Regions from separate parts of the Mustela erminea genome. Here region 2 is linked to region 1. The links are chromatin contacts, called in public Hi-C maps. All regions are on one chromosome and are shown on one strand. The core of a region is the stretch at or near the end of the contact, and the rest is flanking DNA. Distances in the headings are between cores, read along the strand shown. Region 1 holds the start of CCDC63 (coiled-coil domain-containing protein 63). Region 2 holds the start of RAD9B (cell cycle checkpoint control protein RAD9B).

Region 1 (5,156 bases), core at 1,263-3,762:
ACACAGACTCATCCCAGCAGAACGAATAGTGGGGTTTAAACTTGGAACACTCAGAAGAGAAGGATTTTGTTTCCTGCTGCTCTTGAACCTATTGAATGAGGTAGAGAGTGGCTGGCAACGTTCTTGCCTCTGCAGGGAGCCTGAAAATAAAGCTAACATGGAGAAGACAAAAATGGTAAGAGATTGAAACTTGGGGACATCATCCAAACCCCTGGACTTAACCAAGCCTGAAAGATGCCTCTGGGTCATATCTAGTTACACAAATAACATACTCTCTTAAAACAATCTGAGAGGAGTTTTCTATTGCTTGTAACCAAATGAGTTCTCCTGCCCAAAGTGCTTAATTCCATTAGCACACAGACTAAACCCCTACCGTGTGCTAAACATTTTAGGGAATCCAGTGGTAAGTCGGCCTTCAAGGTGATATGAATTTTGTCTAGGGTAATACAGTGGAAAGGGCTCTACAAAGGAAATAAATTTTAATTTGGGTTTTGAAGGATGAATAGGAGTTCAACAAGAGGAGAAGAAAAGTGGGGAAGGAATTCTGGGTAGAAATTACTAGCTGGCCCAAGGTTGAGAGGCAAGTGGATGAAAGGAATATTCAGAGTGGTGTGTGATCTAATATAAGTGGTGACATCCAGGGAGAAGTGATTGGCAAAGAAGTCTGGAAAAGTCTGGAGGTTCCTTAAAAGCAAGAATATAATAAGATCAGTGTGTAGGAGAGCTCAGGGTGGGGGTAGAGGACGTAGCAGGATTTACTCGACTGATATGGCTTAGGCAAAAGATACTCGCTTTCGGACCTCTTTCTATTTATGAGTTTTACGCAGCTCTAATTTCATATTGCCCAGGAGCTTTTCTATGTTCAAGGGCTCTTCTGGACCTAAGTGAATCTGTGATACACCTTTCTAAAAGCAGGACTCAAGTAAACATGACAATCAATGACAGTATGATTCTACCTCTCCGAGCCTCAGTCTCCTCATCTTTTGAATGGGGATACTCATACCGAACTCTCGGCATAAACTAATGTGTATAAAGCTCTTAGCACAGTGCCTAGCACATAACAGGTGTTTGATGAATGTACCTTGTTTGTGAATCAGGACTGTCAAGTATCAGTTTATCTTGCCCTTGAGTTATTTGGTTGTGTTGTGTGTTTTTCCCGGGGAACTGGAGGCACCATCCACTTCCCACCTTTTTGCTGATACCCACTCCACACACCCGAGCCAGGCTCCCCTAGAGAGCTAGGCTCTCCCTAGCTTCCAGACACCAACATAGGTCTTTCTCTGTCTGTGCCCCCTGGGCTGGGCCCACTGTGTTCCCTACAGAGAATCATCCCCATTCTCACAGCTGAGCCTTCAGAGCCCCACCAGTATTCCAGCCCCTGGCTCACCTCTCTCTCATTCCAGGGTCTCAAACTTGAGGCCTATGGGTGGGTTCAACCTTCTTTCCATCCTGTTTAGCAAGCAGTGTTTTTTTTTTAATTTTTTAAAAGATTTTATTTATTTATTTGACAGAGAGAGATCACAAGTAGGCAGAGAGTTAGGCAGAGAGAGAAGGGGAAGCAGGCTCCCCGCTGAGCAGAGAGCCCGATGCAGGACTCAATCCCAGGACACTGGGATCATGACCCCAGCCGAAGGCAGCGGCCCAATCCACTGAGCCACCCAGGCGCCCCTTAGCAAGCAGTGTTTTAAAATACGAATGTGGGTATTGTACTCACTCTCCTGGCTGCAGACTTCACTGCTCCCTAGTGCCTACCTAACTCCTCTCTCCAATTCCCACATTCTCTGCAACTGCCCAGAGCTAGCAGGAATTTGACTTTGCGATTCCAGAGAGGAAGCTCAAAGCCTGCCCTCAAGCACATGCCCTCCGCTTCCCTGGGCTTCAGTCCAGCCACTACAGCATCTATAGTCTGGGGCACAGGATAAGCTCTTAGCAAATAAGTGTTTGAATGAATGAAGAGATCACCTTTCCCAACTAACATTTAATTAGCAGGGGCAGGGAAGGCAGGCTCCTCCTCTGCTGCTGAATTTTTACAACTGTCATTAAAGGAAAAGCCAGACCCATGACTGCATGGGTTATAAAATGCCAGGTCTGAGAGAGGAGCCTATAAAACCTGAACAAAGGCTGCCCAACCTGGTGGTAAGTTAAAGATGTACTTGGGGCATTAGCCAAGTACGGGTACAGAAAAACAGTTTTTTTTTAATGGGATATTTATAGGGTGAAATGGGAGTTTGTTGAACTTTCTTGAAGTTATTTTACGCATTGTAGTTTATGTTTAATTGAGGGAGCTTATGATATTTTCCAGCTTTAGGGCAGCTTAAAGGAAATGGGCTGGGGGCCGCCACCAGCAGGGGGAGCTGTGGAGCAGCAAGTGGTGAAACTTACCCGGGGCCGCCAGCCCCAGCTGCGTGTCAGATGGCGGGGGCAGTTCCGAGGGCACCGAGACCAATGCTCGCTGCGCGGCCCCGCTGCACCCACCCCCAGCCCCGCGTCTGGAAGTTCTCGGAGCCCTGGAACTGGCGCCTTTGTGACCCGCACAGACAGGCGTTCTTCCCTGGAAGGCTCTGGAAGAGAACCCAAGCGAATGGCGAGAAGGTCGACGGTGGAGGACTGACACACCTCTCAGCGACCCCTTTCCAGAGTAGCTACCTTCACGTTAGTCAGTAACAGCCACTCCCACCGCCACTCAGTCGCCATCTCAGGGGCTCCCTCATCGCTGGCACCTGCATTCACACTCTCCCCACAGCCTTACCGCAGCTGCGATGGGTACACCCTCCACACGCACCAAAACGGACCCATTTCTTCCTGCTCTGCAAAACAAGAGAGAAACAATTAATTAAAGACAACACGAACTTCACCAGCAGCGGGGACATTGCCCGTCATTTTCTTCAGGAGGACCCACACCCACCCTCTGTGAGCATGACACAGGGAACCCTAGTCTGACCCAGGTCACCCATGACTCCTGGCAGGAGCATTTTTCACAGGCCAAATGGAGTAGTTTAAAGATAAACATTTTCCATACAAATGGCCCCCAAACACCAACTGACCACTTCTTTCTGGACTAAATTCAAGAAGCAGCCACATTGCTCAAGGCAAATGATGGGGGTATTGGTTTTCTAGGGTGATCATGATTCAATGTGATTTTTACCTTACCAACTAGGCCCTGGAATAACTGTATGTAGCTCAGTCACACTAAGATCTCCATTGTCTTATCCCTAAACTCTCGGGACAAGATGTGTTTTAGAACTTACTGTATTTTTGGCTTCAGAAAGTTAATGTGGTGCACAAGGAAACATGTTGTCCCTGATGTTGCTGGCAGCCACGTTGTAACCATGAGGAAAGTTAGTGTAATGGTATATCATGTATGGGGTTTGGGCAACATGTCATAACCAGGCACATTAATGTTTCTTCAAGGAAACATGTGAATATTCATGCCAAGTAGAATGAAGATTTTGGGAAGCCTCCTGTCAGGCCTTGATGACTCACATGAAATGTTTTGGGGCAAGTGTTCCCACCCTTATTTTACAGATGAGGAAACAGGCTTGAAGAAATAGCGACTGCTGCAGCAAGTGGATAAGCCAGGACTGGAATGCAGGGCTGTCTGTCTCAGGGGCAACCCTGAGTGAAGCCATAGCCCCAGACCCTAGCAGCTCTTCTGGAAGCTGATAGCTACCATCTCTTTGCTATTTAAAGGGCCACCATAGCCCTCAGCTCCATACATAGCCTAGTGACTCACACATTTCAAGTGTCAGCGACTGAAAAACGATTAAGTTCAATTAGGTCCAGGACTTGTTAAAAATAGGTTCTCCTCTGAAGAATTTACTCTCCCTGCCTTTATGGATGCAGATCTCAGCAGCCCCCATGCAGAGAAGTGTGAGGCTTTTTAAATTAGAACCTGCCAGAACTGATTCTGCTAAAGGGATCTTCAGCTCCATCAGCGGGGCTTGGAGCAGAGTGAGATACCAGCTTGCCAAAGCAATGAGCCAGCGGTGAGAAATGTTGGCGATAACAGAGTCCACAGAATGGAGGAGGAAATTAGAATCAGGCTACAGAGGAGCTGGGCAAAGGCAATTGGCCAGAGACCAGGAAGCTGATTGTCCAAATGACTCTTTGGCTACAAGGATCAGACATCCACTCAAAATAGTTCAAAATGATTTTTTTTTTCCTTCTCCAGCATCTGTTCCCCCTTCTTCCTTCCTGGCAGATCCCAATTTGTTCAGGTAACCAGCCCTCTCCCATTCAGCCGATGGAAATTGATTTGTACGTGTATCTCCAGGGTAGATCTCAATTAATTACCCTTAGCCAATCCTTTCCATCCTCCTCGCCAATGATTGGACCAGGAACACAAATGCAAGCCAATCATGGCATAGCATTCTCCTGGAGACTGCAAAGCGTCAAGAATAGGTACATAACTGACAGTGACCTAATCAGACAGAAAGGAAGTATTTATAGTCTGGGGTTGGAGGGGAAATGCGTTTTCTAGCTGCATGGATGGGAACAGGAGGCGTGTTGCCCCTGTTGTTGATGGTCCCTCTTGTAACCATGAGATAAGCCAGTGTGAGATCAAAGCCAACACTTGATGGAGAAAAAGGGCCTAGAAAGAGTTTCAGAGCAATATAGCAGGAACTCTGATTATACCATGCCTGAAATCCATGTTGGCTCTGTACTTCCTGTTACAAGAATCTGTAACAATCTGTTACAAAATCATGCTAAATTATATGAATACCAAGGTTATCGTGTGTAAACTGGAGACACATTCCTATGAAGAACAAGAACTAAGAACTAGAAAGCTATCAGAAACCAAATCAGCTCTTCTCTCCAACTCTCCAACTCTGTCTTTCAAACTACCTGGTCTCTCAACCTGACCTCTTGTTTTTATTTTTATTTTTTTAAAGTAAACGTTACCTCCGATGTGGTACTTGAACTTACAACCCTGAGGATCAAGGGTTCCATGCTCTGCTGACTGAGCCAGTCAGCTGTCCCTGACCTCTTATTTTTGAAGACTATTTTCTTTCTCTTCTCCTGCCAGCTTGCTTCTTTTGAGTTCCCACTTTGGAACCCAGTTTAAAAACAAAATAAAACAGAGGCACCTGGATGGCTAAGAGGGTTAAGCCTCTGCCTTCGGCTCAGGTCATGATCTCAGGGTCCTGGGATCGAGC
Region 2 (5,156 bases), core at 1,145-3,644, 280 kb after region 1:
TCCCACAAAACTTATCTAGCCTCTTGACCATCAGTTTGCAAGATCTGATTTAAATCTCGTGTGTTTCTCTGCATGATTTTTATAATATGCTTTCAGTGTATTCAGATATGTCAAATAAAGATGAACAGTGAAAGGAATAATTACAATTTCTGGGTTTCCAAATTAACATTCAGTCTGGACTGGGATCTTTAAACATCTTCTTTTGCCTTAATAGATGGTATATCTTACTTACACCTTTTTCAGATGGGTCTAGCCACAGCTCGTCACTGATTCGTGATAGAGCTTGGATTGCTTTTCCAAATACTACGGAGAAAAAGAAAGGTACTGCTTATATTCTTTCCTCAAACAATAAATACAAATCATAGGACTACTTCAGCATTCACAGGACTCAAGTTTTAATGCACAAAGAACAGTGTTTTATAGACCAATGCTAAAAATTGTTTTAAATACATAATACTCTTGACAAAATGTAAGACATATAGTAAGAGCTCAATAAATTTACAGTGTGTGCAAAATGATATATTGCACACTCTTCCTTTCTGTATATCTGCATGGAGCTACTGTGGCAAGCCAATTTCCATACTAACATATTTTTAGACTTGGTTTAAATACATATATTACCTGCCTCCTCTCCCCTCCCAAAAAAGAAGTGTGAAAACAGAGCATGGAGGGATTTGAAGGAATTTAATAACTTCACGGGTGGCAAGGTCAACACAGAGAAATTAGAGGCATTCGAGATGCATCTCTGATATTTGAGGTTAGCGTGCAAGATGCCAGATCTTCCCACCAAACACACTCGGATGCCGTGTAAGGAAGAGAGGCTAGGCTGGGTGACATATCTGTCTAATCTGATATAACAGTATTAATATTCTTAACAATTATGAATAAGTACAAAATGTGGCAGATAGAGGATACTGTTGGGCTTTATGCTCAGCATGAACTCTGCCTCTGTCTCCCAAATAGATAGATAAAATGGATGGCCACATCAATCTACAGAACAGTAGAAAAAAGAAAAAATTTCAGAACATAAAATCAAATTATAATGCTTAAGAATCAGAAGCGTGTGAATTGGCGATGCCAGCCTGAAACTGAGATAGAATGAAGGGGGCCGGGGTAGGGGGGAGGTTAGAGGCATTTCTCCCTTTTTACCACTTTCTATTCAACACTTTTTCCTGGAGCTGCCTGATGCAGACCTTTCACTCATCCAATGAATAGTTTTTGAGCCCCTACTATGTTCCGAGTACAACTACCGCCATGCGGGCAGAGCAATGAACAGGACAGGAATGGATCCTGCCCTCCCAGTGCCTTGAGCCCTGTCCAGGAGGAAAAGCAAAACAATCATACAAATATTTGTTTATTGAGAACTGAGCTATATACACTGCTAGAGAAGTTCTAGAACACTGAGAACCTGTAACAGCCGGGAGCTTGTGCTTCCCTTTCCTGTTCATTACTACCGTTCCACGGATGGCCTCAACCCGGAGGAAGCTAACCACGACACAAGACGCCCTTCTACGGTCACTTCCACGTTACAATCTGTGGGAAACCGTTCTTCTCTTAAACAGAGACTTTCTGGGGTAACTGATGTGTAAGCACCATCGATAACACAGAACAGTTCCTGCGCCGTCCCGTCTATTACTGAGCTCTTTACATCCCTCTGTTTCATCTGTTTCATCCCCACAAGCCCTATGACGAAAATGCTGTCATTATTCTCATTTTTACAGACGAGGAAACGGAGCCCCCACAGTGATTCAGTGAATTGTCCCAGGTCCTACATCGAAAAATGGTAGAATCCGGAATAAAAACCAGGCTGATGCTTTCCTCGTGGGACTAAAATACTTGAACTGTTCAAGCCTCTTCCCCCCGCCCCCCCAAACTCCTCCTCACGCAGTCCTTATCATTCTGAGTTTGAGGCCCGCATTCCAAATCTCTGTTCCAATGGTGCAGGTTCATTTCACGGACACTGAAGACAATAAATACTACGCATTAATCAAAGCCGATAGGCCCTCTTCCTCCCCTCGGAAGCTACTAGGAGCCTGGGTGGGTGGCGGTGGTTCATAGCCGGGCCTTGTGTTGCCAACCCCTACACATAACGGACAAGGGGGAAATCGCCCCCATGAACCTTATAAGGTCTCTCTCGCTCGCTCGCTCTCAATCGCCCTTTTTTATTTTCTTTCCCTTTTCTACATAGGAAGGCAAGAAAGTCGCTCCACCTTTCACCTGACTGCCGCTCATCCCGCACTTCAGCATGGCCGCGGCCCCTAACAAGCCGCGCTCCAAGGCACGCCTCTGCTCGACGGCCCCCAGATGCCCGGATGTCGCCCGCTCTTTTCGAGGCTTCGAGATCTTACTCCTTCCCTCCCGCCCCCACCCCCGCCCCTCCCCGCCACCATTTCCCAAAGAGCAGCTACGTTTTACGGCGGAGAAGGGCCTCAGCGGGCCCCCGTAGGCCGGCTTCCGCCGACTCCACCTGTCATTGGTTGAGAGCGAAGTGGGCGGGTCGCCGAGGAGCCCGAGGAAGAAGGCGGCGGCGGTGCTGGTAACTGAGCGGAGCCCAGTGACAGGATGGTGAGGACGGCAGATGCGGCGACCGAGGCCTAGCTCTTGGCCGCGGTGCTGCGTCGTTGGGAGCAACTGGGAGTCTCTAGGCGAGGGCGTGGGCCATTTCGGAGTTGGTGGCGCGCAGCCCAGGGCCAGGCCTGGTGAAGGCTTAGGGGGAGGGCAGGAGAGGATAAGGAGAAGCCACCTCTGGGTGCGGCCGGCTCTGGCCTCGCACCCCCGACCCGGGGGCCAGAGGACGCCCGTGGTTAGGAAAGGGCCCGTCTCAGCGGCTCGTCCAGTCACGAGACCCGCACGCCCGATCCGGAAAAGGCCTTTAGGCCTGGGCCTCCGGCGTCCCCGAGAGAGGGGCATTGCATCCCCTCCGTTTCCAGACGTTTCCCTACTCCTTTCCCTCAAAAGGCACCTCCTTCTGCTTGGGGTATGCTGGTTGCCACCGCATGTGTTGGAAGCTGGCTTCTGGGATGCAAAACGGGAAGTAACGAGCATAATCCCCTATCCATTTTAATTTGCCTTCTGGGGAAAAGGAGTACAAATATCCCTTTCGCCCTTGAAATAAAGTGCAGCTGCCATTGAAATGTGGTAGGGAGTCCCCAGGGGACTGGATTTGGCTCTTAGAATGGCTGGAACTGTTGTTTTCTAAAGGGTTTATGAGCTCCCTGAAATTAGAAAATTTTGTGAATATGTATGTTTTTTCAGGTAAAGAGCCAGTGCTGGCGCCAAGGGGGTACTTTGGGGAGTTTTACCTCATTCGTTCATCAAGATTGCCCAGCCAGCTTCAGGGCTGGCCCCTCACGCGCTGGCCTCCAGTAGGCTTCTGCCCCAAGACCGTCCTACCTAAAAGCTCAGGAGCTGCTACTGAAGAGGGCTCATAACTGTAATCAGATTTTCAGAGGTGCCTTTCACCCCCTAAAAAGTTAAGAACGTGTTCAAAAAGAGCTCCGATTATCAGTATTTTTGCTATTTGTGTTGCTGAGGGTAACTCTAAAGGGACTTCTCTTTCTGATAAGCATCCATGGTATTTTTAAGATTATCACGGTTCTATGACAAGCATATCCTTTAAGGTGGCTTATAGATGTGACAGCCAAAGATTTACGGTACATGCTTCTTTGGTGTCTTTGTATATGTGAAAGGCGTTAATCCCGTTTTTTATTTTTGCTTCTAAACAGACTCCAGTTCAGTTTACAGTAATTTTGAGACAGTTTTGAGAAGATGACATGATTCCATACTCATGTTTCTCAAGTTTTTTTGAAAGATGAACACTTTTTTAGGGTAGTTATACTGGAACGTAACTTGTCACCTGAGATAGAATTGGGCAAAATTTAGCATTAGCTGATTCTTTTATGATTAAATACCTTTCACTTGGCAAAGTAGACTAGAAATGTTCAACACTTAGTAATGTCCAGTGTCAGTGGGCAGCAAATTCAGGTGTGGAGAGGGTCCAGTTTTGGCTGGATGAATGTTTTTGCTCTTTTATCATCTTTAGTTGGTGACTTCACCATCTGATAATTTATTCAAAATGCTGTGTTAGATCTTTACAAAACAAGGATCTAGCTGTGGCATAAATTTTCCACCTGCTAGAATTTTGAGCATAAGAGAATTAAAATGAGTATACTTGAGGAATAATTAGTCTTTAAGAATCCACCAAAATGTTAGCTTTCATTTACATTGTTACTGATGCATTTTCCAAATTGTCTTATAAAATTCTAGACAACAGGAAACGAAAGGGGAGGAAAGCGATATAGAGAATAAGATGAGAAGCAGAAAAAATTGACAAGGCAGTTTTCCTTTTTCTTTTTTTACAGTGTGTGTATGTGTGTGTCATGTTTAAAAATACAGCAAATGGTTCTTTTGGTGATGTTTTGAGCAAAGCCAGTTTTTAACATTTTCTCTCATAACACCCAGAAATCATTAACAATTGTTTGCGTATTCATTTGATATGAGTTTTTCGTTGCTCTGTTTTTGGTTTGTTTCTTTTCGTTGCTTTCTTTTAACATTGGTCATGTTTCACCCTTTTTTTTCATTCCCCTGTCTGCAATCAACTTCTTCATTCCACTAAGGCTGGGCACAGAGTAAGTTTCTTCTCTTAGCTCGTACTAACAGCGGTGGTCGGGTGGCTGATTACTGGGATTTTCACCCTTTTACAGTCTCTCCAATAGGAAGTGGCCAACTTCCTATGCTTTGATTGGGTTGGTTCTTATTTGAATTTAATAAGACTGCCAGTTCAGGATCTTTTGCTGTCTCAAAAGACTATAAACTTTGTCTAACCTGAACTGTCCAAAGTGTGGAGTTTGGGCAAGGAAATTCCGCAGAGTATGACATTTGTTATGCGACACTATAATGTAGTCACCTACATGAAACAAGAGTCTTAGTAAGAATCTTTACTAGTTTGAAATAATTTTTGTTTGGTCATTCCTATAGTTTTATCTTTAAACTGCTAATAATCTGGGTACACTTGGGCATAATCCAGAATACATGATAGAATTGAGGTCATTGATCATTATGAAGTATCATATCAAACTAATATCTTTTTGAGCACATTCAGATTGAACAGCTCATTCATTATCAGTGCCAAAGATTTTCATCCTGCGGTAGACGTA

The links. A called contact is a pair of places that touch in the nucleus more often than the background predicts.
Region 2: a Hi-C map of fibroblasts shows a contact between it and region 1, with 4 times the contacts expected there. The contact joins the promoter of RAD9B here to the promoter of CCDC63 in region 1. A contact is called at or near these places in 2 of 3 Hi-C or Micro-C datasets (fibroblasts and spleen).

What each region holds. Positions count from the first base shown.
Region 1 is chr13:84,303,291-84,308,446 of mMusErm1.Pri, forward strand. It overlaps CCDC63 (coiled-coil domain-containing protein 63), which reads right to left and starts at 2,513. Exons shown (of 12, transcript XM_032311035.1): 1 at 2,383-2,513.
Region 2 is chr13:84,584,200-84,589,355 of mMusErm1.Pri, forward strand. RAD9B (cell cycle checkpoint control protein RAD9B) reads right to left here and starts at 2,395. Exons shown (of 11, transcript XM_032310789.1): 1 at 2,211-2,395; 2 at 233-303. The coding sequence starts at 2,247. VPS29 (vacuolar protein sorting-associated protein 29) reads left to right here and starts at 2,451. Exons shown (of 4, transcript XM_032310792.1): 1 at 2,451-2,565. The coding sequence starts at 2,563.